Regions from separate parts of the Sus scrofa genome. Here region 1 is linked to region 2. The links are chromatin contacts, called in public HiChIP or PLAC-seq maps. All regions are on one chromosome and are shown on one strand. The core of a region is the stretch at or near the end of the contact, and the rest is flanking DNA. Distances in the headings are between cores, read along the strand shown.

Region 1 (7,231 bases), core at 1,519-4,018, 60 kb before region 2:
GTTTTATTACCTTAGTTTGCGGGAACATATCCTTGGAAAATTTCCTACGAAAGGGTGTGTGAAAAGCTCTGCTTGCTGTGTTTTCCCCCTTGTTTTGGTTTTTCATTTCACACTTGATGGACACTTGGGCGGGGTTAAGAGTGACAGGCTGACCACACCTTGCTCTCAGTGCGAGGAAGACAATTTTGCCTTGTCTCTTAGCCCCTGGACTAACTGGAGAATTCACATAAGTACATCCTTGTAGGTATAATCTCAGTCCCAACTAAAACTGTCCCCCACAAGACGTTTGCAGGAGACAAAGGAAACAATTGTATCAGGACTAGCAAAGACGACTCCCGGGGATACATATCAAATTCTGTCATTTAAATGACCTGAATTAGGTTGAATTATGGTACATTGAGTAAAGAAATTCAAACTTATTTCTTCCCCAACAGGCAGTTCTCCACGAATTCATCTCAGGATGAGGCTAAATACTTTCCTACAAGTTTTTTCCTAATTTATTTTTAAATTTTTTGGTTGTTCGTCTTTTTATGCACCCGCAGCATATGGAGGTTCCCAGGCTAGGGGTCGAATCGGAGCTGCAGCTGCTGGCCCACACCATAGCCACAGCCACGTGGGATCAGAACCAAGTCTGAGAGCTACCCCACAGCTCATGGCAATGCAGGATCCTTAACCCACTGAGCAAGGCCAGGGATCGAACCCGCAACCTCATGGTCCTAGTTGAAGTCGTTTTCGCTGCGCCACGATGGGAACTCCCCTAATTTTTTTTTTTTTTTTTAAAGCAAACCTCTTATTTACAGCACTCATTACCATTGTGGTTCACCGTAGCATCGTAATTGCTTTTCACTATTTGTAAACTCAGTGTTTTGGGGAGGGGGCAGGGGGGGTCTTGCTTTAGGGCTGTGTCTCTGGCTTCTAGTCTGCAGAAGAGCTGGCGCTTTGAGATGGGGCTCACCCTGTAGGCTGAGGAAAATGAGAGCAAAGCCATTCAAGGCACGGAACCTCGGGAGCTCTCTGGAAGTCAGGAGGCACCGCCCCTGCGGAGCTTTTTAGGCTCTTGGCCTTCACACAGACGGTGGCTGTCAGAGCTCATGAGCTTTGGTGTCAGAAAACTTGGGTCTGACTCTGACGCTGCTCTGCTCGCTCTCAGCTCTGCAGCTCTGGGCAAATCATTTATATGCTCTGAACCCGGTTCTTCACCAGTAAAGTGGGGATAAGAATGTCTACCTCGCAGGAGAGTGACTTTGAAGAGCAAATCGTACCATTTATGTAAACAAATGGATATAACAGGATCTCAAGAAGTAGTTACTTCTATTTTTTTTTTTTTTCTCTTTTTACAGCCGTACTTGTGGCATATCAAAGTTCCCAGGCCAGGGGTGGAATTGGAGCTGCAGCTGCTGGCCTACACCACAGTCACGGCAATGCCAGATCTGAACCGCATCTGAAACCTACGCCGAGGCTTGTGGCAACGCTGGATCCTTAACCCACTGAGGGAGGCCAGGGATGGAACCCGCATCCTCACAGACAGTAAGTCGGGTTCTCAGCCAGCTGAGCCACAACAGGAACTCCACTTCTATTAGTTTCACTAATGAAAGCAATAAAATGTTGCTATGCAGAAATCCAACCTAAAGCATTAATTTTGATGAAAAAAAATCCAGACCTTATATATACTGTTTCACATAATATTAATGATGCAAACAATCTACAGTAAAGGAGAAATAATTAACAAGGTTTTAAATCTGAGGCTCCTGCTGCATGAAGTGTGTCTATCTTCTATTGGTGAAAATACTCGATTGTAAAACTGAAATAACGAACACGTTTCTGCATCTGAGGCTCCTTTGGGTCCAGAGCAAATGTCCTTCAAACTTCCTGCAGCTCTACCCCTGCCACCTCCGACTGACCTTGTCCACAGCTCAATCCATTAAAAAATCATTAGGCAGGAACCTCAAGCTACAAAGGCTTGCCTTTGATTTCTTTTGCATCCTTTTACTTACTGGTGGAAATTGTGAGTTAAATAGAAATGAGGTTTTAAGCCTAAGTTTTATGTTTACAATAAACTGTTGGGTAAACCAACATTAAATATACATGTGGTGTGATAACACAGGAAAGGGATTTTGGGGGGTGACTAAAGGATATCGACCTTATTATTTCAGTCCCATTAGACGCCCCGAGGCCTCCGCTCAGCAGGCTCCCTCTTTCCATCTTATGCCACGGCCTTCACTCACCATCCCCTCTGGGGAGGGCTTCTCCTAATTCTGTTTCCCATCCATTCTCTTGTAAGGATTCCCGTTTCCTTCTTCGGAGGGGGCCTGGATGACGGCTTTTCAGGAAGATGATAGCTCGATTGAGGGGTCAGGAATAAATTCATCACACAGACTCCAGAATTCCCAGGACAATTTGCTGCTCAACTAGCTGGAGGAGCCACAAACCTCAGCAGACCCACAGCAGTGGGGAAGAAAACAGGACTTCTTAAAAACTAGGTTCCTCTGCTGCTTATAAGCCATGGAGCCTCTATTTGTTTTGGTTTGTGGTCAATCAATGCCCTGGTCTGAGACATCTGACAACGGCAGAGGGGCAGAAACGAGACAGACAGGAACCTCAAAGCCACAAAAAGCCTTGTATTTGATTCCATTTTACCTACTAAAGGGACTCCGCTAATAGACTCTGAGAACAAAATTGCAATAAATTTAGCTCATTGCTAGGGAGATCAGGGGTGAGTCAGGGAGAAGGAAGAGGAAGCATGTCGAAAAAAAAAAATCTATTTTCCCAAATGTGCAAGACAAAAGAACACTGCAGAACTGGCAAGCTTGCTACTCTGCCCTATTTGCTATTTAGGTTCCAAGCACTGTAGCTGATGACAAGTTTTTAAACCATGAGGTTTTGTACTTAAAGGAACCCCAGTCTCCTGACCTTCTTACTGTCTCTCTAGGATGGAAGCCACAAAGGACAGTCCGTTTCAGAATCTGCATTTAGGGACACCTGCCAAGGCCTTCTGAGGACAGCTGTGACTGCCTTACTCTAATCTTTTATAAAATGAAGGTGAAAAAGTTTTCTTTCTTTCTTTTTTTTTTTTTTTTTTTTTTTTGCTTGGCTCTGCCTGTGGCATACAGAAGTTTCCAGGGCAGAGATGGAATCCACGCCACAGCAGTGACCTGAGCCATGGCAGTGACAACACTGGATCCTTAACCCACTGAGCCAGCGGGGAACTCCCAAATGTTTTCTAAATAGTACAAAACTCTAAAGAAAATTCTGTCACACGTTTTAAAAGCAGCTCACAAAAGCAGCGTATCACTGGCTCAGGAGATCAAAAGCACCTAACGAGAGTTCCCGTTGTGGCTCAGCATGTGAAGAACTCAATTAGTATCCATGAGGATGCAGCCTCGCTTAGTGGGTTAAGGATCTGGCATGGGGCTGTGAACTGTGGTGTAGGCCACAGATGCAGCTTGTATCCTGCATTGCTGTGGCTCTGCTGTAGCTTGGGAAGGTCCATATGTTGCAGGCGCGGCCCTAAAGAGAAAAAAAAAGAAAAGAAAAGAAAAAAGAAAAGGAGATAAAGCACCTAACTGGACTACATGATATGATGGTGAGCCAGGTGCTCAGAAGTGTGCTTCTATGAGTTAATGTCCTAACTCCTCAATCTGATATACATCAGTTTTGATTTATTGCCTCCTCTCTCCTGAAAAGGCTAAGTGACTTAGAACAGGAAGAATGAGTAATATCTCACAATGGATCTCGGTTGGTCAGGTGCTTAGATGTTTGTTTTTCACACCTTTCCTTTTACTCAAAGGTATACTTTCAGGTTTGAGCTCTGCTCTTCTGAACAGATGGCTATCAATTAACTAACAACGCTGAGCTGGTTTACCAAGAATTCATCGTCTAGTCACAAAACAGTGAATATGATTTAGCTTTCACTAGGAACAGTCAAAAACAGCGCTTAAATAAGACTCCAGCAGATGGGATGACTTTTAAGATGCAGAAACCAGGTTTCAAAGAGACCCTGGACTCAGCTATTAGAACGCCCTGGGTTTATAAAACATCAGAAATGCCTGGCAGAAATTGCACATAAGAGAGTAGCAGAATATGGCTTTGAAACTTCATATACATAAAATAAGTCACTTGGCAAAAATATTTCCCGTTGTTTGTGGTCTTAAGTTCTTTTTTCAGCCCGCAGGAGAGGTCCAATAAACTGCCATTAAATAACAGAGGGTCCCAGGAAGGTCCCTTGTGGTGCAGTGGGTTGAGGATCTGGGGTTGTCACTGCAGTGGCTTGGGTTGCCGCTGTGGCACGGGTTCGATCCCTGGCCCAGGAACTTCCATATGGCAGAGCCAAAAAAAAAAAAAAGAGGGTCCCAGGGGAGATGGGATGTCAGAATTTCTATGTGTATAAGGTTTGAAAAGTGCACCCTAATCTTTTCAGGATCATCCACTATTTCCCAATAGCAGAATTACTGCTAACAGTAGAATAATAACATTATTAGAGCCTCGCCCATCAGAGCATCAGCACTGGCCGGTCAGGTTTAGAACACATCTCCCACTGGCTGACAGAACAGATACGTGGAGCTGGTTTTCCTGAATGGACATGGTATAAAAAAAATTAAACTTTTGAGTGTAAAGGTATAGAATTTAGAACAGGAAGAGATATGCTAACATTTTAAAGCTCAGAATATACTTCCATTCAATCTTTTAAATATCGTTATTATTTGCAATTTGGCTTTCACTGTCAACACTTAAATAAAGGCACTTTTCCAGGTCTGAATTTCCTTTTACGCTGAGGCATTTGATCACGCTGTCCTTTTCTTCTTCTTTTTTGGGGGGGGCTGCACTTGCAGCCTGCGGAAGTTCCTGAGCCAGGAGTTGAATCTGCACCATGGCAGTGACCTGAGCCACAGCAGTGACAATGCCAGGTCCTTAACCTGATGACCCGCCAGGGAACTCCACGCTCTCCTAGTCCTTCCAAGAAATTACCTCCCTCAAGTCTCCCTGTACCTTTTTTTTTTTTTTTTTTTGTCTTCTTGTCTTTCCTAGGGCTGCACCCGCAGCGCATGGAGGTTCCCAGGCTAGGGGTCTGATCAGAGCTGTCAGCCTACACCAGAACCACAGCAATGTGGGATCCGAGCTGCATCTGCGACCTATACCACAGCTCACGGCAACGCCAGATCCTTAAACCACTAAGCGAGGCCAGGGATCAAACCCGCAACCTCATGGTTCCTGGTAGGATTCGTTAACCACTGAGCCACGACAGGAACTCCTCCCTCTACCTTTTTGACTTCCCATCCATTAAACACAGGATTTGCCCAGAGGTCCAATCTGGTCCCTCTTTTCACTCTACAGGTTCTCCTGGCAGCTCTCTCCTGCTTTGGCACACGGTCAAACTCATTATATTGTTCTCAGGTTCCTTGATGATCTGGTCCTACCTACATACCTTCCCAGTACTTCCTGCCACTCCCTCTGCACAACCTCTGACGTTGCAACACAGGACAACATGTCACTGTTCTCAGAACAGAGCCCATGTATTTTGCAAATATTCCCCTTATGGCTTTGCTCAGGCTGCTTTCTTCGACCCCAAATGCACTGACCCCTCTCACCTGATCCCCTTCCCTAGACTCCAGAGCCTGGTTTCAAGCTAATGAACAGCTTCCCTGCAGCATCAGTGACATGTGATACATTCCACACATTCAAAGGATACGATCTGAAAAGTTTTGAGGTGTGTGTGTCTGAGTGTGTGTGTGTGTGTGTGTGTATCTGTGAAAGCATCACCACGCTTCAAATATCCACCACCCTGCAACGTTTCTGCGTGCTCCTCTGTAATCCCTTCTTTTCGTGAGTTTTGGTAGTTTGTGCCTTATTTTAAGGAATTTGCCCATTTCATCTCGGTTGTCAAATATATTGGCATAAGACGTTAATAATAATATTTCCTTGTCTTTTTTTTTTTTTTTGATTTTTTTAGGGCCCCACCTGTGGCATAGGGAGGTTCCTGGGCTAGAGGTCAAATCAGAGCTGTAGCCGCTGGTCTACACTCCAGCCACAGCAACACAGGATCAGAGCCACATCTGTGACCTACACCACAGCTTATGGCAACCGGATCCTTAACCCACTGAGTGAGGCCAAGGATCGAACCTGTGGCCTCATGGATGCTAGTCAGATTCATTCCTACTGAGCCATGATGGGAACTGCTTTCCTTGCTATCTTTTAAACAGCTATGGAGTCTGTATGGATGTCGTCTCTCATCCTGATATTGATAATGTGGCTTCTGTTTTTCCCCATCGTCTGATTGGATGCTGATAAATTTTATTTTGGTCTCACTGATATTTGCTACGGTTTTTCTGTTTTCTATTTTACTGATTTCAGCTTTGATTTTTACTGTTTTCTTGTCTTTTAAAACTTACTTTGGTTTGATTTGCTCTTATTTTGCTAGTTTCTTGAAGTGAAAGCTGACCTCACTGATTTGAGATCTTTCTTCTCTTCTGTTCTAGGCATTTTGTGCTATGTATTTCTACCTAAGAATTGCTTTAGCAGCCTTACAGAAATTTTGATATGCTGTGTTTTTCATCTTCATGCAGTTCAAAATACTTTCCGTCTTTCAATTTAATTACCTCTTTGGCTCATGGGTTGCTTTGAAATATGTTATTTATCTTCTAATTATTTCAAGATTTTGCAGAGATCTTTTGCTTATTGATTTCTAATTTTATTTCATTATGGCAGGGCTCTTTTTGTTCTTAAAAGGTCACACCTGTGGCATGCCGAAGTTCCCAGGCTAGGGGTTGAACCAGAGCTGCCGCTGCTCACCTACACCACAGCCACAGCAACGTGGAATCTGAGCTGCATCTGCGACCTATGCCACAGCCTGCAGCAAGGCCAGATCCTTAACCCACTGAGTGAGGCCAGGGATCGAACCCGAATCCTCATACTATGTTGGGTTCTTAACCCACTGAGCCACAACAAGAATACCTGGCAGGGATCTTAAACCCTTTTATTTACTGTGACTTGTGTCATGGTCCAGAATGTGTTCTATCTTGGCAAATAGGAACTTGAAGAGGATACATATTCTGATGCTATGAGATGGAAAGTTCTGTAAATGCTAATTAGGTCAATTCAGCTGATGGTGTGGTTCAGGTCTTCTATATGCTTATTTTCTATTGACGTGTTCTATCAATTATGGAGAGAGGGGCCTTGAAATTTCCAACTATAATTGTGTACGTGTCCATTTCCCCCTGCAGTTCTATCAGTTTTT
Region 2 (6,861 bases), core at 1,553-4,052:
AGGAAATACTACACAGCAATGAAAATGAGCAAACTGGCATTATGTGGAATAATATGAATGTTCTCACAAACACAAGGTTGAAAGAAACAAAAAGGAACGGGTAGTGTTTGATTTCATTTATATTAAGTTCAAAATGAGCAAAATTATGCCTTTGAAAAGGAAGGAAGATGCATGCACCCCTATGTTCACCGCTATTCACAATAGGCAAGACATGGAAACAACCTAAATGTCCATTGACAGATGAATGGATTAAGATGTGGTACATATATACAATGGAGTACGACTCAGCAATAAAAAAGAACAAAATAATGTCATTTGCAGCAACACGGCTGGACCTAGAGCTTTTCATACTAAGTGAAGTCAGAAAGAGAGACAAATGCCATAAGATATCACGTATATGTGGAATCTAAAATATGGCACAGATGATCCTATCTGCAAAACAGAAACAGATCGCAGACGTGGAGAACAGACGTGCGGTTGCCTGGGGGGAGGGGGAGGGAGTGGGATGGACGGGGAGTTCTCGGTAGGTGGATACAAACTAGCATTTGCAATGGATAAGCAATGAGGTCCTACTGTACAGCACAGGGAATTGTGTGTGATTGCGTCACTCTGCTGTATAAGGGAAATTGAAGAAATGTAAATCAATCATACTGTAATTAAAAAAAAAAGAAAAAAAGGAAGGAAGGGGTAGTGACTGGGAGGGAACACTAGAGGGCTTCTGGGAGTCCTATTAACAGCCTATATCTTGATTTTGGGGGATGGTTACATAGCTGAATTCACTTTGTGATAATTCATCAAGGTACACCCTTAAGATTATACATTTTTCTGCATGTAGGGCATGTTTCAATAAAAAAAGTGAAAATATTTGCCCAGATGGAAACAGTGGGAGAAGGTGTGCTACACATCAAAAAAATATTCCAGGGGTCTGCCAATCCAGTGACCCTAGTTTTGCTTAAATTACACCAAGCCTGAAAACATTTGAAAATCACTCTTCAGAAGGATAGTATCACCAACAAATGACTATAACAGCAATTTTGTTTTTCTTTTTAGGGCTGCACCCATGCCATATGGAAGTTCCCAGGCTAGGGGTCGAATTGGAGCTGCAGCTGCCAGCCTACATCACAGCCGCAGCAACGCGGGATTCGAGCCATGACTGAGACCTATGCTGCAGTTCATGGCAATGGCTGATCCTTAACCCACTGAGCGAGGCCAGGGATCAAACCTGCAACCTTATGGATACCAGTCAAGTTTATAACCCACTGTACAACCAATGGGAACTCCTAGCAAAGATATATTAAGTTCTGGTTCAGACACTCAAAGTAGTCCTAGGACTATTTTGTTCTCTCTCTCCCTCCCTTTTTTTCTTTTCTTTTCTTTTCTTTTTTTTTTGTCTTTTTAGAGCCACACCTGTGGCATATGGAGGTTCCCAGGCTAGGGGTCGAATTGGGGCTGAAGCCCCACAGCCACAGTAACGTGGGATGTGAGCCCCATCTGTGACCTATACCACAGCTCGTGGCAATGTCGGATCCTTAACCCACTCAGCAAGGCTAGGGATAGAACCTGCGTCCTCTTGGTTACTAGCCAGATTCATTTCTGCTGAGTCACCACAGGAACTCCAGGACTATTTTGTTTATTCACATAAGGTACTAATAACATTGCTTTGACCTGTTAGAATGATGGTGAGAATGGAAAATGGGGCAGTGGAAGAGAAGAGGTAGGAGATTCTAAATCATGAAATGAAAAATTACCTTAAGAGTTGGTTTTCCTCCTTTTTGAATTTTAGTGCTCTTTGGTTTTTAATTCTGCAAAGAACTTTTCTTACAAGTTAACAGAACCCAGTCAGAACAATACAACAGATAATGATTTGATGAATTCTTATGTTTAAAAATAACTGAGGGATGATACGAGTGCAGTAGAGTGTTGACTGCAGGATAACAGCTTCATGTGGTTGTATATGAAATAAAAAAATATCTGAAACAAAGACTGTCTCACAAGCAATAGATGAACTTCAAGTCATTCTGTGGACTTTCCCTGCTCTGTAAAACACACACACACATACACACTCTCTCTGTAAATTATCATATATACATGATAATCTGAAAAGACTCTTCTAAACAAGTCATGGCTTAAAGAAGAATCATGATGGAAAAGACAAAATAATTAGAATTGAACAAGGCTAGTACCATACCGTACACATGTAACGTTTAGCCCAAGCATTCTCAAACACAGATTTATCGTCTTCCATGCATTTTTAAGACTAAATTCAAAAACTAAAGCAGTTAATTCCCCAATTCAAAAAAAAAAAAAAAAAACAAAAACAGAAAGCAAGACAAAGAACAACAGAGCAAACCTAGAAAATCGAGAAGAAAAAAAAAATAAAAGAGGTCAATGAAAGGGGGACAGACAATCAACAAAATCAGTAAAATAGTTCCCTTGACCTTGGGAAAAAATGAGGAGCAGCCTGTCTAGCCAGTGAAAGGACCACAGCCACAGCAGGGTGTGTACCACACGTACACTTGAGGGCTCTTCACTCCAGGCTCGTGTGTCCTGGTGGCCAACAGACCGGCTTCCCTTAAACAAGGTGCCCACTGCCGCTCGGTCAGCGGCTTCCTTTCCCGTCTGAGGAAAGCCTAGGGCTGCTCCCCGGAGCACGGGGACATGGGGTGCCATGCTCTTTGGAGGCAGACGTGAAGCCAACATGATGCTAACATGCTTCACGGGCTGTGGGATAATGGCTCATGTACTGCTGTCTCCGAAGTATGTCAAAACCTCCCCCAGGCTCCACGAACTCTTGGCCTCATTTCCTTCACTTTCCTTCCGTCTTTTGTCCCCTTCGCAGCCAGCTTGCTTGCTTCTTCCTCTTTTTCCTCTCCTCTGCTTCCCCCTTTTGCTGGCATACAACATGCATGTGGTAAAGTGCACAAATTGCCAATAAATCGCCTGACAGGTTCTAACACACGTGTGCACACGTGTAACCGCCACGAGATCAAGCTAGCTCATATCTCTGGCTCCTAGAAGGCGCCTTCCGCCCTGCTCAAATCTCTCTTTGCTATGCCTTCTGCCCAAGATATTTTTCCACCCAGTAAACACGCAGCTCATTCCTTACCTCTTTCAAGTCTTTGCTTCACTGTCAATTTCTTAGCAAGGCGTGATCACTCTATTTAAAATTACAACACACTCTTTTTTTTTTTTGGTCTTTTTTGGCATTTCTTGGGCCGCTTCTGCAGCATATGGAGGTTCCCAGGCTAGGGGTCAAATCGGAGCTGTAGCCACCAGCCTATGCCAGAGCCACAGCAACATGGGATCCGAGCCACGCCTGCGATCTACAGCACAGCTCATGGCAACGCCGGATCCTTAACCCACTGAGCAAGGCCAGGGATCGAACCCACAACCTCATGGTTCCTAGTCGGATTCGGTAACCACTGTGCTACAATGAGAACTCCAACAACACACTCTTTATCCTCCGCTTGTGTGTATATATATGTACACACAGAAATACACAGATGTATAGTCTGTATTTCCCCCCATTGAAATGTAAGTTGCACTACGGCAGAGATTTTCAATGTTTTGACACTTCTGTGCCCAATACCCACCAGCCTGGTACGTCATGAGCCCTGAGTAGTTCTTTCTTGAATGAATGGTTTAGTTATTAAAGGTATAACCAGTCAGCCTGGTCTACAACTGCCTAAAATCCCAAATGAAGGGGATTCTTAGACTATTATTCTAACTCAGGTATAATTTAAAAATACGTCCTCTTTGGAGTTTCCATGGTGGCTTAGTGGAAACAAATCCGACTAGCATCCATGAGGACGCAGGTTCGATCCCTGGCCTCTGTCAGTAGGTGAAGGATCTGGCGTTGCCGTGAACTGTGGTGCAGGTCACAGATGCAGCTTAGATCTGGCGTTGCTGTGCTGGCAGCTACAGCTCTGATTTGACCCCTAGCCGGGCAACCTCCATAAGTTTCGGGTGCGACCCTAAAAAGACCAAGAAACCTCCATTCCTTGAAGGTCCTTAAGTCTCTGCTCACTGAAACTCAAGCTCTAGCAGAAAGAGCACCAGGATGCTGCAAGAAACAGCTCTTAGAGGGGCTGTGCCGATGGGTGCAGCATCGCCACAGGGAGGAACAAAGGAGGACCTCTATCCTGGAGTGCAAAGCCAGTGGCCTCAGTTTGGAGGGATGAAGCAGGCACTTAACCCCCCATACGGGACCCCCTGGGAGCTGGCGGATGTGCCCATTAAAGTTAAGTGCTTGGGGCACTAGGGTGCTGCTGCTTTATAGAAGTTCAATGAATTAGAAGAGAGAGATAAGGAACTGGATGAGGACTTTTCATGGTGTGTTAGGAAGGCAACAAATATTGGCAACAGATACCGCCTGGCGGGAAGGAGTGAGGAAACAGAAGGAACACATTTCTGCTGAGGCCACTGGTGAGAGCCAGGTTCAAAAACGGGCTGGATGCACGGCCAAACTGCTGCATCAGCTGAATTCTTACCTCTGGTGGTCATCCATGGGTGCAATTCAGGTCCTGCTTGACCAAGACTGGGGTTGTGGCAAACGGAATAGGGGTGGGTGGGAAACATCTGAGGACCCAAGGATGCCCAAGGATACCAAGGATGCCCAAGGAATGTAGCCTGTTCTCTCACTGACTCTTTCCCACTAGGAAAACCTAAGGACCCACCTCAACGGTCAGCACTATCTGTGACCAAGGTCCAAGTGAGACTTGGGCCCAAGGAGGACAGTCAAAAACTGTGGAAGGAAGAGGTCATGTGTACCCCACACGAACTGCAGTCATTATCTGCGCTGAGCTAGGAACAAGTCGGGGAAGACTGTGCGTAGATTTGCAAGTGCTTGACAAGGAGCTGAAGTACCAATTTGGATCATGCAGAACTGGTTGCTATGGTGAAGCCTCATCAGAGATACTCTGTTCAATATGCTACTTCAGGATGAAACTCTGATGGTGTGTCAGGATGGCTGATTCAGATCTAAGCCCAGCACCGGCCTGGGCCCACGGGCAAGAAAGGCGATTGTTAGTAAGACGACACATAAAGAGGAGCAGAGGCTGAGGGAAGGGCGGAAACGTGGACCAGCTAAGTGCCATGTTGCTGAGGGGCCAAAGGACAACACGGTCCTTCAGAGCTGCCTTAAAACCTGAGGAGTTTCCTGGGTTTCTATGAGATTCCTTTCCCTGACTACCATATGTATCCTTATTAAAAACCAAAATACTACTTGAGATAGTATATGATCATCGTGGGGCCCAAGGAAGGCTCCCAACATCCCTCAATGGCATATCGGTTATTTTGAATTACTGTTACTTAAGAAAGAGCCAGTGCGGAGCTCCTGTTGTGGCTCGGCGGAAACGAATCTGACTAGCATCCATGAGGATGCAGGTTCGATCCTTGGCCTCGCTCAGTGGGTTAAGGATCCAGGGTTGCTCTGAGCTGCGGTGTCGGTCACAGATATGGCTCAGACTGGCATTGCTGTGGCTGTGGTATGGCCATTGGCTACAGCTCTGATTCAACCCCAGCCCGGAAACCTCCATTATGCTGTGAGTGTGGCCCCCAAAGGACAAAAGACAAAAAAGAAATAGCTGATGCAAGAAGGATGCTTTGACCTTCCTCTTTCTCTAAAACCAGGAAATAAATCCCCCACGTGAAAGATGCTCTCCCTGGACCAGGAAGTAGAAAGATAGCATTATCACCAGAAATGGGGAATTCTGGGCTGTATAAATATACTTCTTTACTATCCAAGCCCAAACTTGGCATACATCCCTTGTAATTAATCAAACCTGACTTTCTTTGCCCTGTCAAATCCTCACAACTGTATTGTTTCTTCTTCTTCTTTTTTTTTTTTCTTGTCTTTTTGCTATTTCTTGGGCCGCTCCCGCGGCATATGGAGGCTCCCAGGCTAGGGGTTGAATCGGAGCTGTAGCCGCCGGCCAACGCCAGAGCCACAGCAATGCGGGATCCGAGCCGCATCTGCAACCTACACCACAGCTCACGGCAACGCCGGATCCTTAACCCACTGAGCAAGGACAGGGACCGAACCCGCAACCTCATGGTTCCTAGTCGGATTCGTTAACCACTGCGCCACAACGGGAACTCCTGTATTGTTTCTTTACACAAAAAGACATAAAAGGGACTGACTTTGGGTCACTCTCTGAGCATCATCTTACCACCTCTCCAGCCCACAAAATTAAATTGGGGTTTCTCCCATTAACCTGTCTCTTGTCGATTCCACTGGTCCGGCCACAAGAACTCAAGAGGGCTAGAGGGAATTTTCCTCCTTCTTGATCAGCCCAATCGGTTCCCTGGAGCCAGAAAAGCCCAACTCACACAGGAATAGCACCCATGCGGAAGGAGAGACGAGGAGCAGAGCAGGAGAGGAGGTAAGTGTGGGACCCGTAAGGACATGTTTCCATTGATGACTCTTGTTTCTGAAAACCTTCCAAGCGGGTTCTGAAACACAGTGTTCCCGGAGGTCTTCTCCTTCCTGGAATAATTCATAACCTGATGGAGCTGCATGGAAATCAGAGCTCACTCGGTGTATTAAAAGCGAGAGGGGAAGACAGAGGGCCAGCAAGAAAAGAGATTTCCTTTCTCTTTTCCCCACTCCCGAAGCACGGATGCTCTCGAATCACTTGCCCCTTCTCCCTCTAGACTCATCATTCTAGCCTCTCGTTATACATGCAGCTGCTTTCAAATTTTTATCTTAACTGCTGAATTCTCCTTCCCTGTGCAGTATTACTTCCAGTCATCTATGGGATGCATCCTTCTAAGTTTCACCAATACCTGAAACTCAACTTGACTAAAATTGCCATCTTTCTCCTTCATCCCCTCCCGGCTTCTTTATCCCTGCTATTAGCA

The links. HiChIP or PLAC-seq counts read pairs in DNA pulled down with a chosen protein or histone mark.
Region 1: an H3K27ac HiChIP or PLAC-seq map of alveolar macrophages shows a contact between it and region 2. The contact joins two enhancer-like sites. A contact is called at or near these places in 16 of 47 Hi-C or Micro-C datasets (differentiating spermatogonia, embryonic fibroblasts, epiblast stem cells and 10 more) and 1 of 2 datasets of contacts at active chromatin or transcription factors (alveolar macrophages).

Annotation. Positions count from the first base shown.
Region 1 is chr12:42,395,753-42,402,983 of Sscrofa11.1, reverse strand. All of the region lies in intron 21 of MYO1D (unconventional myosin-Id), which reads right to left. Among named protein-coding and RNA genes, the nearest start is that of CDK5R1, 95 kb to the left of the region's middle. Within about 2 kb of position 2,768, at least 2 of the 83 cell types and tissues checked have an H3K27ac peak or open chromatin away from gene starts, as enhancers often do. A contact at or near this core is called in alveolar macrophages, where this site is marked.
Region 2 is chr12:42,335,897-42,342,757 of Sscrofa11.1, reverse strand. All of the region lies in intron 20 of MYO1D (unconventional myosin-Id), which reads right to left. Among named protein-coding and RNA genes, the nearest start is that of CDK5R1, 160 kb to the left of the region's middle. Within about 2 kb of position 2,802, at least 1 of the 83 cell types and tissues checked has an H3K27ac peak or open chromatin away from gene starts, as enhancers often do. A contact at or near this core is called in alveolar macrophages, where this site is marked.